Linked DNA regions of Zea mays: region 2 is linked to region 1. A link is a contact called in public Hi-C data. All regions are on one chromosome and are shown on one strand. The core of a region is the stretch at or near the end of the contact, and the rest is flanking DNA. Distances in the headings are between cores, read along the strand shown.

What was found. A called contact is a pair of places that touch in the nucleus more often than the background predicts.
Region 2: a contact with region 1 is called in a Hi-C map of leaf, with 6 times the contacts expected there. The contact joins the promoter of LOC103650494 here to the enhancer-like site in region 1. A contact is called at or near these places in 7 of 25 Hi-C or Micro-C datasets (bundle sheath, ear, leaf and 2 more).

Annotation. Positions count from the first base shown.
Region 1 is chr3:123,865,540-123,873,094 of Zm-B73-REFERENCE-NAM-5.0, forward strand. No RefSeq gene overlaps it. Among protein-coding and RNA genes, the nearest start is that of LOC103650493, 23 kb to the right of the region's middle. Within about 2 kb of position 5,977, at least 8 of the 20 cell types and tissues checked have an H3K27ac peak or open chromatin away from gene starts, as enhancers often do. A contact at or near this core is called in bundle sheath and leaf, where this site is marked.
Region 2 is chr3:124,164,708-124,171,282 of Zm-B73-REFERENCE-NAM-5.0, forward strand. LOC103650494 reads right to left here and starts at 5,173. Exons shown (of 2, transcript XM_020551121.3): 1 at 4,488-5,173; 2 at 2,462-3,847. The coding sequence starts at 4,968. The coding sequence ends at 3,756.

The DNA.
Region 1 (7,555 bases), core at 4,727-7,226:
TTGATGTAATCTTTTTTCATTTTTTCTATGGCACCCTTTTCCTTTCCAAAGGGGGAGAAAGGTTTTTTATGGGGCCATAGCTTGTAATTTTTCCTTTCTTATTTAGCTCCACGAGAGCCAAATCCCCCAAAAAGGATGTAAAATATAAAATCTGAGCATGCACCATCGAGTGCAAATAAAAAAAAGGAAAAACAAGGAGAAGCTCGAAAGTCGTCCCCAAGGGGATGCAGAGCATTACGAAGCTACAAAAAGTCGTTCCTAAGGGAGCGCAGCGTAAGTTTTCTGCTCAAAAGTCGTTCCAAATGGAATGAAGAGCCAAATAGCGCCGAAATAGAAGACGAAGAAGTTCAAAAGTCGTTCATAAGGGGATGCAGAACTTATACCGCCGAAATAGAAGGTGAAGAAGTTCAAAAGTCGTTCCTAAGGGATGTAGAACTTATACCACCGAAATAGAAGGTGAAGAAGCTCAAAAGAAGTTCCTAAGGGGATGCAGAGCTTAAGACTCAAAAGACGTTCCTAAGGGGACACGGAGTCTGGGTGTGGCTTCGAGTGTGTTTGGATATTCATTTGCACGTTACATTACATCATTCATTGCATTCATAAACATTCATGTAGACATTCATAGGTTCATCATCATCATAAGATAAAACACAGACAACTACCTCAGCTTTGGTGACAATGCTTCGATAAACATAAAATAGCAAAGATACGCTTCGTTGTGTACGAAAAGAAGGGAAGGTGTTTTTCGCCTTCGGCTCAAAAGATGCAAGTTTCGTCCACATCAAAGCAATTCATACACGGATGGAAAGGTAAAAATATATTACAAGGTATGTACAAATTTACAGAGTAATGTTTGATTCCTAAATTACAATATCTTTTACAAAGATAATTCAAATATTTCTAAAGCTTTGTGCAGCAACTTCATCAGTCTCCGTCAAGCTTCAGATTATTGACCTTCGGCATCATCATCCTGTACATAACAAAGCGGTATAAGGTAAAAAGTAATCTCAGGAGAAGGTAAGCAACATGTACAAGTTTAATACCGGCTTAAGATGACTTTGAGCTTCGTCACCAGCTAAGTCCCGCCCACCCTTCGTCCAAATTTGTGTTACAAACCTATTCCCAATACTTCGGGCCAGGCTAGGGATATCAGTTAGGTCTGCTGGTGATAAACTGAACTTTGACCTGTTTACAATCTTTCCGTGCGTGCAACCAGCCTTCATAAAAGCTACAGTTGTGCCGCGAGAAGCCAGCAGGGCACAGAAGTCACCATGCACAGCTATAACTTTGTCAAGCGCCTCAACTTCGCTCTCAATATGTTCGAAGGTGCTTGGCAGGTCTTCAACCATAGGTTCAAATTTTTCAGAGATGGCTCCCACTGAGTTGAAGACCTGTCTCAGCAGCTGCACGCACCGGTTGTCGAAGTTCAAGCATTTGTTTTGAAGCTCTTTTAAGGAATTTTGCATATTCGAACTTTTCTCAACTTCTGCTTCAAGGTTCGCATCAAAATTCTTCTTTTCTTGCTCGAAGCTTTCTAATTTTCAGAGGAGTTCATCGTTTAATTTAGCAACTTTGGCTTGGGCTTCTACCAATGAACCCTCCATTGTCTGAAGAAGAAAGTCTTTCCTTTCTAGAGAGGCTTCTTGATCTTTGATTTTCTTTTCCAAGCCCTCGATTATAATCTCATTCTTTTTATCTTCAAGATCTTGCTGCATCCTCAGCGCTTTGCTTAGTAGCATACTCTGTACAAAATAGCCTTCACCAGAAATTTTTTGTTTTATAATAAAAAAATAAAAGATGAGGAAAAAAAGCTTTACCTTAAAGTTGGAGTAGAATAAGTTGCCGACGATATGCTGTCGTCGGTAGCTGCTGATGTCAGCTTCAGGTTTCGAAAAACCAACACTCTTCGATAGAGTGCTGATAATATTCACCCCAGTATGGTCTCGAATACATCCTAAGGCTTCTTCATTAATTCCGCCAAAGAGCATGGCTCCTGGCTGGTAGCCACAGGATATAGCATACTCCTGCATCTCCTCCTTCTCAGCCTCGGACAATTCTTGACCAACTAGGTTCTGAAAACTGAAGCCTTGTCCTTCCGAACTGTCTTCGGCAATTTCTTTCCCTTTCTCAGGCATTACGGCCAGGACTTCTTCTACAGCCGCAACAGTCTCCTCTGCGGCCAAATCCAAGAGCACTTTATCAATAGCATATAATGTACTCTCCAGATTGGTAGCTTCGGCAGTTGCAGCTTCGGCAGAAGCAGCAACTTCGGCAGCTGGTGTCATTTTTGATGATGAGGCTGGCGGTGGCGTTTCCTCAATGGCTTGCATAACAGTAACAATTCTTTGCTTTTTTGGACCAATCGCCTTTTTCTCTGCCGAAGGCTCGTCCTTCTTCTGTAAAAGCTTCGTTAGTTTCGGCCTTAGAGGACATAGCAGCTTGACAGGTAAGGATTCGGTCATTACCTTTAAAATTTCTTCTACTTCGGCAGCAGAAAGCGTCGAAGGAGCGTCCTCTTCTATCTCAGCCATCTTCGGCTCTGGAGTTGCAGTTTTTCTCTTCTTCAAAGTCACCACCTTTGGCTCAGGACTGGATTTTCTCCTTTTTAGAGTCTTTTCGTCCTCTTTCACCATCCTAGCAGCCTGTCTGCTCAGAACACTGACAACCCTTTTTCTCTTTGTCCCTTCGGCACCTTTGCTTAGTCGTTCATAATCAGGGTATTCAAAGTTTAAAGCGTCCATTACCCGATTCAACCTTCGTTTTGGTCAGGTGCCGAAGGCTACAGTCATTAGTTGATCTTCTTTTTGGTATAATTGCCCAAAATTTCGTTGCACATAGTCTCAATCATCTCTAGCCACTCTTGGCAAGGCTCTTTGAATTGTTTCTCAAACTTGAAGTGATGGGGCAATCGAACAAGTTCATTCTTCTTCTTTGTTCCTTTCAGCTTCGGCATACTCCATTCACTCAATATTGGAGATACCCTATTCACCAAGTATTCTTGCACTAGATCTCTGGTGCTGATATGTTCAGCCACCACTCTGAATTCTGCTACGGCTAGTTGGCATGGTGACCCTGGCTTCATGTTGCACAAGGGTCTGGTCATCCCGAAGGTTAAACTCAGTGGGCTCATGACCATCGTCTTCAACTTCTCCCTCTTCTTCTCATCGGCCTTGATATAAAACCACTCACTCTTCCATCCAGTTGGCCACTTGGTGCGATAACTGAGGACCGAAGCCTTTGTATCCTTGCGATACGCGAAGTTATAACAACCAAAATTTTCATGCAGTCCGTCTTCTCTGGCCTTTGTTTGGTAATGCAGCTCATGCACTCGGCAAAAGCTTCAGCATTTGGGTCCATCCCTTGGCTTCGAAGGACCCAGATGAAAATGCTGAGCCTAACGATGGCGTTAGGGGTCAGCTGATGAAGAAAGATTTCATAATTTTTCAAGACTTCTCCAATCATCTCATTCAACGGAAACCGTAATCCTGCTCTGAAAAAGCTCTTGAAAACTACCACTTCATCATATTTCGGTGTCAGAGTGGTTTCTTCCCCGGCAAAACGAATAAGCTTCTTCTCAACTTCTCCGAAGTAGCCCAGTTTTATCATCATGGGCACGTCGGCTTCAGACACGGTAGATTTCTCAAAATCCAGGTGGCTGGGTTTTGATGGGATCAAAATTCTAAAATCTTCTCCTTCATCATCAGCATTTTATTCTTCTTCAATATCAGCTTGCTCAGCCTCGGCACCAGAAGTACCTTCGTCAACGGCTCCCTCCGTCACAACTAATCTCGATTGTCTCATGACTTCGGAGATTGGAGCTGTTTCAGTGGTTTCAGTCTCCTCTCCTTCACGGGTCACCCTCGCAGTCGAGCATACTCTGGTCATCTGATGATGAATCTTTTGTAGTTTTTACGAAGCTGATGTTTTTTTATAGTTTTTTGACGAAGCTAATTCAAAATGATGGTTTGCTCGAGAATGCATGAAAAAGCTTCGGCTATAGTTAAATTTTTCAACAGCACAACAGTGCAATGGCAATGAATGTGGTGGTAACTTCACACATTCCCTTCTGTTTATATAGTGCTGCAGGTGGGAAGGTGAATCGCCAAGTCGCCCGTACCCACTGAACAGTTACCCGCACCCGCTGAACGATGGACCACTCGGCGCTTGGGAAGTGAATCGCCAGATTGTTTGTACCCGCCACATGGTGGGCCACCTCGCGCCCAAAATATTTTAATCGTTTCTCGGCAACGAGCTCAGGGAAGGTGTTTTTCGGACCTTCGGCATTCCGAAGCCTTGGAGATTTTTCACGGATCAAGCTCGTTACGAAAAACGATCTAGCACCGCAAAGGGGCTACTGTTGGAGGCCTGCTTTGTCGTCGAAGGTCCTCTAAGCACAAACAACTTCGGAAGATCAGCATATAAGCAAACACAGTGCGAAGGCATACGCCGAAGCTACGATCTAGTGAGCTTCGGCATAGTGACATGCCTTGAGCCGAAGGGCAGCACCGACTTAAAGAGAAAAAGACTAATCAGTCTATGATAATTCGTGTCATGATTGTAACTATTTATTGAGGACATAAATGTAATTTTGACTGGGTTGCGTCCCGTGCCTATAAATAGGTGAACAGTACCCCCGTACTGTTCACGCTGACTTGTACTCGCTCGTGCATCACGCTTGGACTTTTACCTTCTATCAAGCCAAAGGTACAAATGTAAATCAATATTGCTCTTGTTCATTCATGATGATATAATAACGAGATACTGATAATGTGATATGATTATTCATCTTATCTCTCATATCTCATATGTTTCTTCTTTCATTAACATATATTATGATGATGAAGGTACGCCCGTCATGACCTGCGTCTGAAGATCATTATATCCTAAGGAAAATAATGCTTCAAATGACGAAGGGCATTAACCTTTAACATTTTGTGTTGTTTTATTCTTAACTCATATTATTTGAGAACAAATCCACAACACGAGAGCACCCAATTAGCCCTCTTGAGAAGTCAGCTGCTGCACTGTACACTGGAGTACCCACCTTTTGTTTCCTCCGAACTGCACTGGGATTCAGTCGTCCTTTTGCCGTCTCGCGAAATGCTCGGTTTCAATTCGAAAGCTTGAGAACGGTTTGAACACCGGCGCGCGCGCGCGAGCGGCGAGCAGCGACCTTTTTGCACGCCGGCAGGACGACGAGCGTGGAAGGCGCCCAATCAATCGCTCGATCCTTTACCCTTTGCAAAGACAATCATCACCCAATCAGGCTTCGTGACTATCTCTAGTCTCTACTATGCATTCTTATGCTCGTATTCAAACTCCAGCAGTCTGTTTTAGATAAACTATAGATAGACGGCTATATACGGTCTAGATCTTATATAGTCACCTAAAACACTGTTTAGCACTTTAACCTGTATTATTCGTAGAATAGAGTTTAAATATGATTATGTGATGGTTAAGGTGCTAGAGATAGCCTGATTGCACAAGAGTAGCAGTGCTGCCGGGCCACTTATCACCGCCTTCTTCTTCTTGACTTCAGCGATCGGTGTGGTCTGTCCAGTGTCCATGCAGCTGGAGAGAATTCTTGCTGTACCAGTCAAATAATTAAGGTGCAGTAGTGTACTAACCGTGGGGTTGAGATATATGTTTGGTCTGAAACTTTATTTTCTTTTGGTTGGCGAATGAATCGAAGTCAGCAACATGGACGACCGACGACGTGCACTCAAAGTTGGAGACACTACAATTACAAGCAGCATGCATGCAGTGCTACAGCAGAATTGAATATAATGGAATCGTCGATTCATCTCTCTAATGGCTATCCTTCCTTCCTTCTTTTGTTGGCCTGATCTGAATAATGGATAGCTCTGGATTCCTGGAAAAGTGTGTGTGTGCGTGCCGCCAAAAGAAAGCCCATCCTGCATGCATCGTGGTCGTGGACCACTGAATTCGAAAACCAGAACCACCATTCATGCCAAAAAGGAGAAGAAGAAAACGACGACGAAGAAGAAGAACGATGACAACGAAAGCACGTGGAAAAGACCGAGGAGAGAGAGAGGGAGGAGAACCGATGCAAGATTAAAGGGGGGTAGTAGTAGGTTAAAAGGAGGAGGAAAAAAAGAGAGGAAAAGATGCAGAGCATAGCATGAAGGTTGGTTTAGTTTTTATGCTGTCTGCTCGAGCGAGCTGAGCTTTACGCTTCTCTCCCGCCGCTTTTTCATGGGGACAAGTGCAACTAACCGCCTTTTTTTTTATCTCGAGGCCTCACTTAGCTAGCTTTGTCCACCTCCGTCGTCGTCGTCCCTCTGGGCAGGGCCGGGCGACGGATCAGAGACGATCGTGTGCATGTTTGTTGGGCATTTCAAATTCCGCCCCGGTGATCGATGGACACTAGCAAAATACACAGTGGAATTGTTTAGCTCTCGGAACGCTTTTGCATGTCCAGTAGTAACAGGGCTAACAGCCATCAGAGCACGATCGAAGCTGGCTGCAGTGTGCATGGACCGCCATGATGTACAAAGACGACGTACCATGCGTCAACGTATATATGTATCGACATCGTGCACGCGTACTAGCTACACCGTTCACGTACGATGGAGCAGCCCGCCGGTGGGTCGACGACACGACGTCTCGTCGTCCCTGTGCTGTTGGCTGAATTGAACGTACGTACGTAGGACTCCGTACGTACTAGTTAGCTAGACCACCGGCCGGACACAACAGTGTATGTATGGTGCGTCGGTCGACGTCGTCGTCAGTGTGGGCGCCAGCATACATCTTCTTGCATTGTGTACTGCATCAGTTGCAGCAGCTAGTTAGCGACGCGTACGTACGCGTACGACGCACGATATGATGTGGTGGCAGGGCCACGCACTGCCAGTGATGATCGCCATTCCCTAACCACCGGGCCCCTCTCGACCTCGATCTCTAGCTACCTGCTTGCTAAGCTAGCTATATATACTTACGTACATACACGACGAAAGAGACGGTACAGCTACCGTATAGACACGTACATGCTAGCTAGCTCCTTGGATCGACACGACGACCACCGCCCGGCGCATATTCAGCTTGCCTTCCTTTGATTTCTACGCGGGGCTAGGCTACGAAGGAGACGATACTACTACGACAGTGCCGAAGGAAGAACCAGCAGTCCGTGCGTGCGTGACGACGGATCGTTTTCCGTACGGACACGATCGACGAAGGTCCGTGCACCGTACACTACGAGACGACGTCGGCGTTCGTTGGTGGTGGTAGCTAGGTACGTGGTGCATCGTGCATGTATGCAGGTATCATCGATCGCAACACCTAGCCAGCTCTCTGCATGCAGCTCACCTGCCGGTGCTACCGATCCAAGTACATTAGACAGCACACGTACACACGTAACGTAACGTGGATTGACCAGCAGCCAGTAGGAGTGGAGTGGCACTGGCATCACACACCTACGTATCTAGCTAACTGGCTAACCGAAACGGCGTACCCGGATGACGCCACATGACATAAACTAAGCACAGCTACTACCTCTAATATGTGTATCACGTACTACTACTTGTTAGTGACACCG
Region 2 (6,575 bases), core at 3,923-6,422, 300 kb after region 1:
TTGTTGAGTGATCAGGTGCATCTACAGGGTTGTCTGAGGTCTGCTGGACAAGGACAAATGTAGGTGGGCCTAATGACTTGGGAGGTTCCGTCATAGAGAAGAAGCACAACAGGCATTTGAGGCTCTGAAACAAGCAATGACTACTACTCCAGTGTTGGCTCTGCCTAGATTTGATATTCGTTTTATTGTGGAGACTGATGCTTGTGATATATGAATGGGGCCGTTTTGATGCAAGAAGGGAGACCTATTGCTTTTCTAAGAACTTGTCTATATATGAGAAGGAGTACTTGGCTTTGATTTTGGATGTAGACAAATGGAGAGCCTATCTTCAGAGAGCTCCTTTCACCATCAGGACTGACCACCGGTCCCTTACTTTTCTGGGAGAACAACAGTTACACTCTGAACTTCAGAAAAAGGCTATGGCTAAAATGATTGGGTTGCAGTTTCAGATAGTACACAAAAAGGGGGTGGAAAATGCTATGGCAGATGCTCTGTCCAGAGTGAGTTATCTCATGGCCTTATCCCATGTGTCTGAGTACAACCTCTTTGGGTTCAAGAGGTTTTAAATTCATATGAAATTGATATGGAGGCTCAAGAGTTGAAGACTCAGCTTTTGATTCAAAGTCCTAATGAGCATGCTACAGTTTGCATCAGGGGATTATAAGGAGGAATGGGGTGATTTGGATTGGAGATAACTCTGATCTAAGGACTAAGTTGATCACAGCTTTGCATGACAGTGCTGTTGGAGGGCATTCAGGAGTGCATGCTACTTATCACAGGGTGAAAAAATGTTTCGGTGGAAGGGACTTAAGAATGATGTTACTCAGTTTGTGGGCCAGTGCCAAGTATGTCAGCAGGCTAAAAGTGAAAGAGTGCATCCACAAGGACTGTTACAGCCTCTGCCTATCCCTACAGGTGCTTGGGAGGATGTTTCTATGGATTCTGTGGAGGGGCTGCCTACGTCTGAAGGTTTTGACACTATTTTGGTAGTGGTGATAGATTCTCCAAATATGCTCATTTTATTTCCCTCAAGCATCCATACACTGCTCAAGAGGTAGCTCAGGTGTTTCTGGACACTGTGGTTAAGCTTCATGGTGCTCCTAAAACTATTGTGTCAGACAGAGATAAAGTGTTTACAAGTTCTTTCTGGACACATTTGTTTCAGCTTGTGGGAGTGAAGTTGCTATTTTCTACTGCATATCATCCTCAGACAGATGGGCAAACTGAGAGGGTGAATCAGTGTTTGGAACAATATCTTAGGTGTGCAGTCCATGATCATCCTCACAAATGGAGGCATTGGTTGGCTTTAGCAGAGTTTTGGTATAACACCACCTACCATACTGCTATGGACTGTTCTCCCTTTAAAATTATGTATGGTTATACACCTCCTATGATGGTTGTTCCTTGATTGAGAGAGGAAGGGGATAGGGATGTCACTACCTGGTTGCAGGAAAGATAAGTGGCCTCTGAACTGCTTAGAGAGAGGTTGGCACAAGCTCAGAATAGAATGAAACAAATGGCAGACAGAGGGCGAACTCCTAGGGAATTCCAGGTTGGAGAATTTGTGCTTCTCAAGTTACAACCTTATGCTCAAAAGATAGTGGTTAACATGCCATATCCAAAGTTATCCTTTAAGTTCTTTGGTCTTTTCAAAATTGTGGCAAGAATTGGTGCAGTGGCTTATCGATTGGAGTTGCCAGAAAATGCACAGATACACCATGTTTTTCATGTATCTTAGTTAAAGGCATTTCACCCAAAACATACTCTAGTTTTTGCTGAGCTTCCCAAGGTGGCAGATTTGTCTGGTCCAGGGATTTGGCCTGAGGAAATTGTGGACAGAAGGTTGGTTCGGAGGGGTAATCATGCAGTACCTCAAGTGATGATTAAATGGATAGGTTTGCCTATTTCTTCAGCAACCTGGAAAGATTTTTATGTGGACAAAAATAGGTTTCCTGATGCCCTCTCTTGGGGACAAGCGAGTTTTGTTGGGGGGAAATGTAACGACCGAAGCAGCGGTGAGTTTGGTGTAGTAGTAGATCTGGAGATCTATGGGATTCTAAAAGCATTAGGGTTAATCTGGGCCATTGTGTGACTTTGTCTTTGATTGTAATCTAGCCCATCTAATGGACTATAAATACTTGTGCTGATAAACCGTCAAAGATTACTGGATAAGAAAGGATTAGCCACAAATCTGTCTATTTCTTCTTCCTCGCCACCGAAGCTTACAAGGGAAGTTGTCGGATCCTGCTGTCGCGGCTGTGACAGCCCTCCCAAGTTATCAGACCCACATGCACCAATCCTTGCCTTACTGGCCTCAGATGGTTGTGCACGTGTACCGGGTAACTTAACAAGGCTATCGAGTTCGCTAACTGGAACTCATCATCCCAAGGATCTCCCACATAACAGGTATATTACAGTAATCACATTTGATACACACACATTGAAGATAGAGCGGAAGACTTTTACAAAGTACACTTTACATTTCAGAACTCAAGTTTTACATGGTAGAAAGAGATGTATTTATTACAAGTCCTGTTAGTACTCGAAGTGCATAACTTATTACAATAATTGGAAGGGTGAAGCCTTTCCATAAGATATATACATAAACATTCTAAGCTTCAAGTCATCCACATGAAGTAGCTAACCCAAAGATAAGGGAATAAAACTTCTCCTACAAAAACAATAAGGGATAAAACCCTGAGTACACAATTACTCAGCAAGACTTACCCGACTAAAGAAAAGACTCTCAAGGGTATGCTGGCTTTTGGGAATCAAGGTAAAGCTCATCAAAGTTCAAGGACTCATTTTGCAGAAAAGCTTACTAGAAGTGAGTCCTTAAGCCAAGTTTTATTTCACAAGTTAGTTTATTACCTGAATCTTCTAGCCTGAATCTAGCAATTTCCTAATCTAGATCATTCACTTGACCTACACTAGGTTGCTTTTAAAATCCAAATTTTTGTTTCACTTGTTATCTACGATGAAGGGCAGCGATCCAGTCTTCATATCCGAGAAGTAACGGCGATCCGAATCGATTAATGCCCAGCTGGGGATCTCCAACCACACGACATATGTAGCACTTAACCCTTGCATATGTCAACCATCCCCACGGATCCTTCACTACATGAACTGGTCCGCGCTACCCGGGAGCACATTACCCTACCATCCAGCCTCTTGCCAGGAGGATAACTGCTACTCCCACCATCTCCCATACCCAGTGCGCGGTTGTCATTTCACGTATGGAATAGCCGGGTTCAAGCTTACCCATGACGAGGTATGTGGCCAGCTAAAAGGTCCTAGATCAACAGGCCTACAATCGGTACGGTCCTTAATCGACACAGACGGAGACACTACAACCAGACTCCGTTCTGGTGCAAGTCAACCGCCCGGCCTCAAGTTTATTTATACTATTTCTCAAAACATTTGGCGCCTGACAGAGGGGCCATGCCTGGATAATGAATTTCTCACAGCAGATGATGCCTTCATTATCCCAAGCCAATTTTCTTTTGGAAATTATGAGTCGTAGATCAAAAACATTTTTTTTAATCTATCTGCATGATTAAGCATCTCTAGCTTTTATAAATCAGGTGACAAGGTATGGTAATCAATTTTTTTTCAAGGAATGGTAATGCATCAAGTGTTTAATCATTCAACCCCTATCACCTAATGCATCATATAAGTGATAAAATTTTGTAAATACAAGGAAGGTGGCAAATGCACCGGGGCTTGCCTTTTTGCAGGAGAAGATCCAAAACCCTTCAATCACGACAATTAGTTAGATGGAACTCCACCACTAGATCAACAGTACTTGGGGCAGGCTTCTTCTTCAATGCCACTTCTTCTAGGTGTTCTACAAGTCAATTACAAATACATGGATGCTTATGTAATGATATGAAATGCAAACTCTCACAAAGGAGAGGTGGGGAACATAAACACCTCTAACTAAGCACGTGACAAGCTTATCTATACTTATACCTAACTTAACATTTGATCTAAATGCCTAAACTGAATTTAGTTGGACAAACCAGAGGACTAAACATGCTAAGGTTCACTAAATTTTGCTACCCAACACTTTATAGGTTCTAACCCCGCTACAACATATATTAACACTACTTGTCTAGGTTTTTTTTATTTCTTCTTTTAGCTATTTCAAGGTTCTCTAGGCAAACCAACTCCAAATACATTAAAACTTATACTCGGCACTATTTTAGACATATTAAACCTATCCACAAAGTTTCAGTATTTTTGGAGCTATATTTTTATTTCTATAACTAAAATAAGCGTTAGTAAGTTAATTTTAATTAAGACCTAAACATAAAAGTTGTTCAAGCCTAATGAATTTTTTGATCAGATAGTACTCATCTTGGTGAACTCAACAAAATTGGTTTTACATATTTAGCATTTTTCTGTAATTTTCTATGTCATTTTCTAGGTCCCCACTATAATCTGAAATTGGAAAATAAAATACAAAACCTTCGGCCAACTCTTACCTGGCACATGAGCAAAGACGGCAGGAAGGCGACGACATGGGCGCCTATGCAGCAGAGCGACGATGTGATGCCTCGAATCTAGGACGAGGTTGTGGCGGCGCTTGGAATCAGGGTTGGCGCGAGGAGCGCAACTAGCTGGAGCCGAGCGTGATGGTAGACGATGGCTGGGCTGCGGCGAACACGGTTTGGAGGCGAGGTAAATCTCACGGTGGCGGGGTTGAGCGTAAGCCCGGCGAACTCCGGCGAGGAGAGGAACAGTAATGATGGTGAGAGCGCTGAGCACGGAGTCGAGCGATGGAGAAAAAGTGTCGGTGTAGCGGGAGACACGACTGGCGCTGTCGACGAGAAGAACGGTGAGTAGGACCTTGAGCACAGCGTAGACAGTGGCCTGACGGACTGCAGGTCCGGTGAGCTGACGCAGAGGCGAACAGCTAAGCGATGGTGGTGAAGACCTAGGCGTCTTGATCACCAATGTAAGCATGGCACGGACGAGCGGAAGTAACGGCTGAAGATTATCTAGGAGATGTCCAGCGGCTTCCGTGGAGATATGGAAGAGAGAAAATATCACGAGACGGAGGAGTGTCCGGTAGTTTCCAGGCTGAACAAAGAGGCTACGTGGAGGGGATAAGGAGAGATTTGGTGTACACGAGAAGGCTTCCAGCCGAGCACTAATTGGATAAGAACAGGAGCATTCCAAGGATTTAATAAGAGAGGAGATATATACGACTTGGGTAAAAATAAATAGAGGGCTGAGCAGTGGATAGCAGTCAGCTGCTGACTCGAAATGACCCAAGGAAAACACACAACAGGCATGGAGATCCTTGCTTCACTCCTAGACTAAGCACCTGAACTGCACTTACACTGTTTGGCTGAACCCTCCCCTCTATCTCTCTTTAATCCCACGATTTCAAATGGTAACGAGGGATCAACCTTTGCTAATAAAATTTGCTCACCAAACAAAGCACTACAAACCTGTTGCAGCAACCCAAGACCTAAGGTTTACAGATCAAGAGCCGTAGCGCTCCAAAGTGGGATGAAAACACTGAAATTCCAATTCATCCAGCTGAAACGAGAACAGAACATCACATGGCTGACAGGGCATATTGAAGAGCATTTTACTCCCAGTTTTGCACAACACCAGGCCCAGTACTTCACATAAAACTTGTTCACCTTTCTCCGGTCTTTAACTTTTTTATATAGTCCTTAGCTTAAAACTCCATAGATTGATCACAAAGAGATCCCAAAGTTGCTCCAAAATATGAGTTCTGCAGTGCCAATTCAGCACTAAGTCTGAAATCTGGAGTCTGACAACATGTTTTTGGACACCATTTTCTCCCATTTGTAGGCAAGTTCAGGGGGATCCACCTTAATGAAAATTACTCACCACACTACCCTCTAACAATTTTTTATAGAAAGTACATGCCATAACATCATGGATCAGTCACAACAAAGCTCTGAAGTTGGGTGAATAATGCTGAAACTGCACTACAACTTCTGAATCAAAGTCCAGAAATCACAAGTCTGACAGCTCCAATTTGGACCACCTTTTCTCCAAGTTCCAAGTAGCTTTAGGGGTATGATCTTTGACCAAACTTCCACACCAACATATGGTATTCAAACTTGCTACAGGAATTGCAGTCCAAAACCATATAGATCAATCACCACAAAGCTCCAAAGTTGAGCCAGACACACTGAAATTCAGACTTGGATAATTACACCAAGTCTGAAATCCAAACCTGTCAGCCCATCTTTTGACCAATTTTTCACATATTTTCATGTGGTTTTAGGGCTAACATACTCAATAAAAGTGGGTCTCCTATAACTACTCTACAAGTTTTCTACAGCAACCTTTCTCAAAACACTCATGGATTAGAAACTGCAGGCGTCCAAAAACAGGTAAACAAAGCTGTTTTGAGCCGAACCAAAAACTGAACCAAATCTGAATTCTGCAACTACTCCAAATTTTTCTTCAAAACTTGAAAATATCAACACATGAAAGTTGTCTGGTTCTGAAAACTCTATAACTTTGGTATATGGTCTCCTAGCAAATTCTTTCTAGATTTAAAATTCCACTTTTGGGCTACTTTA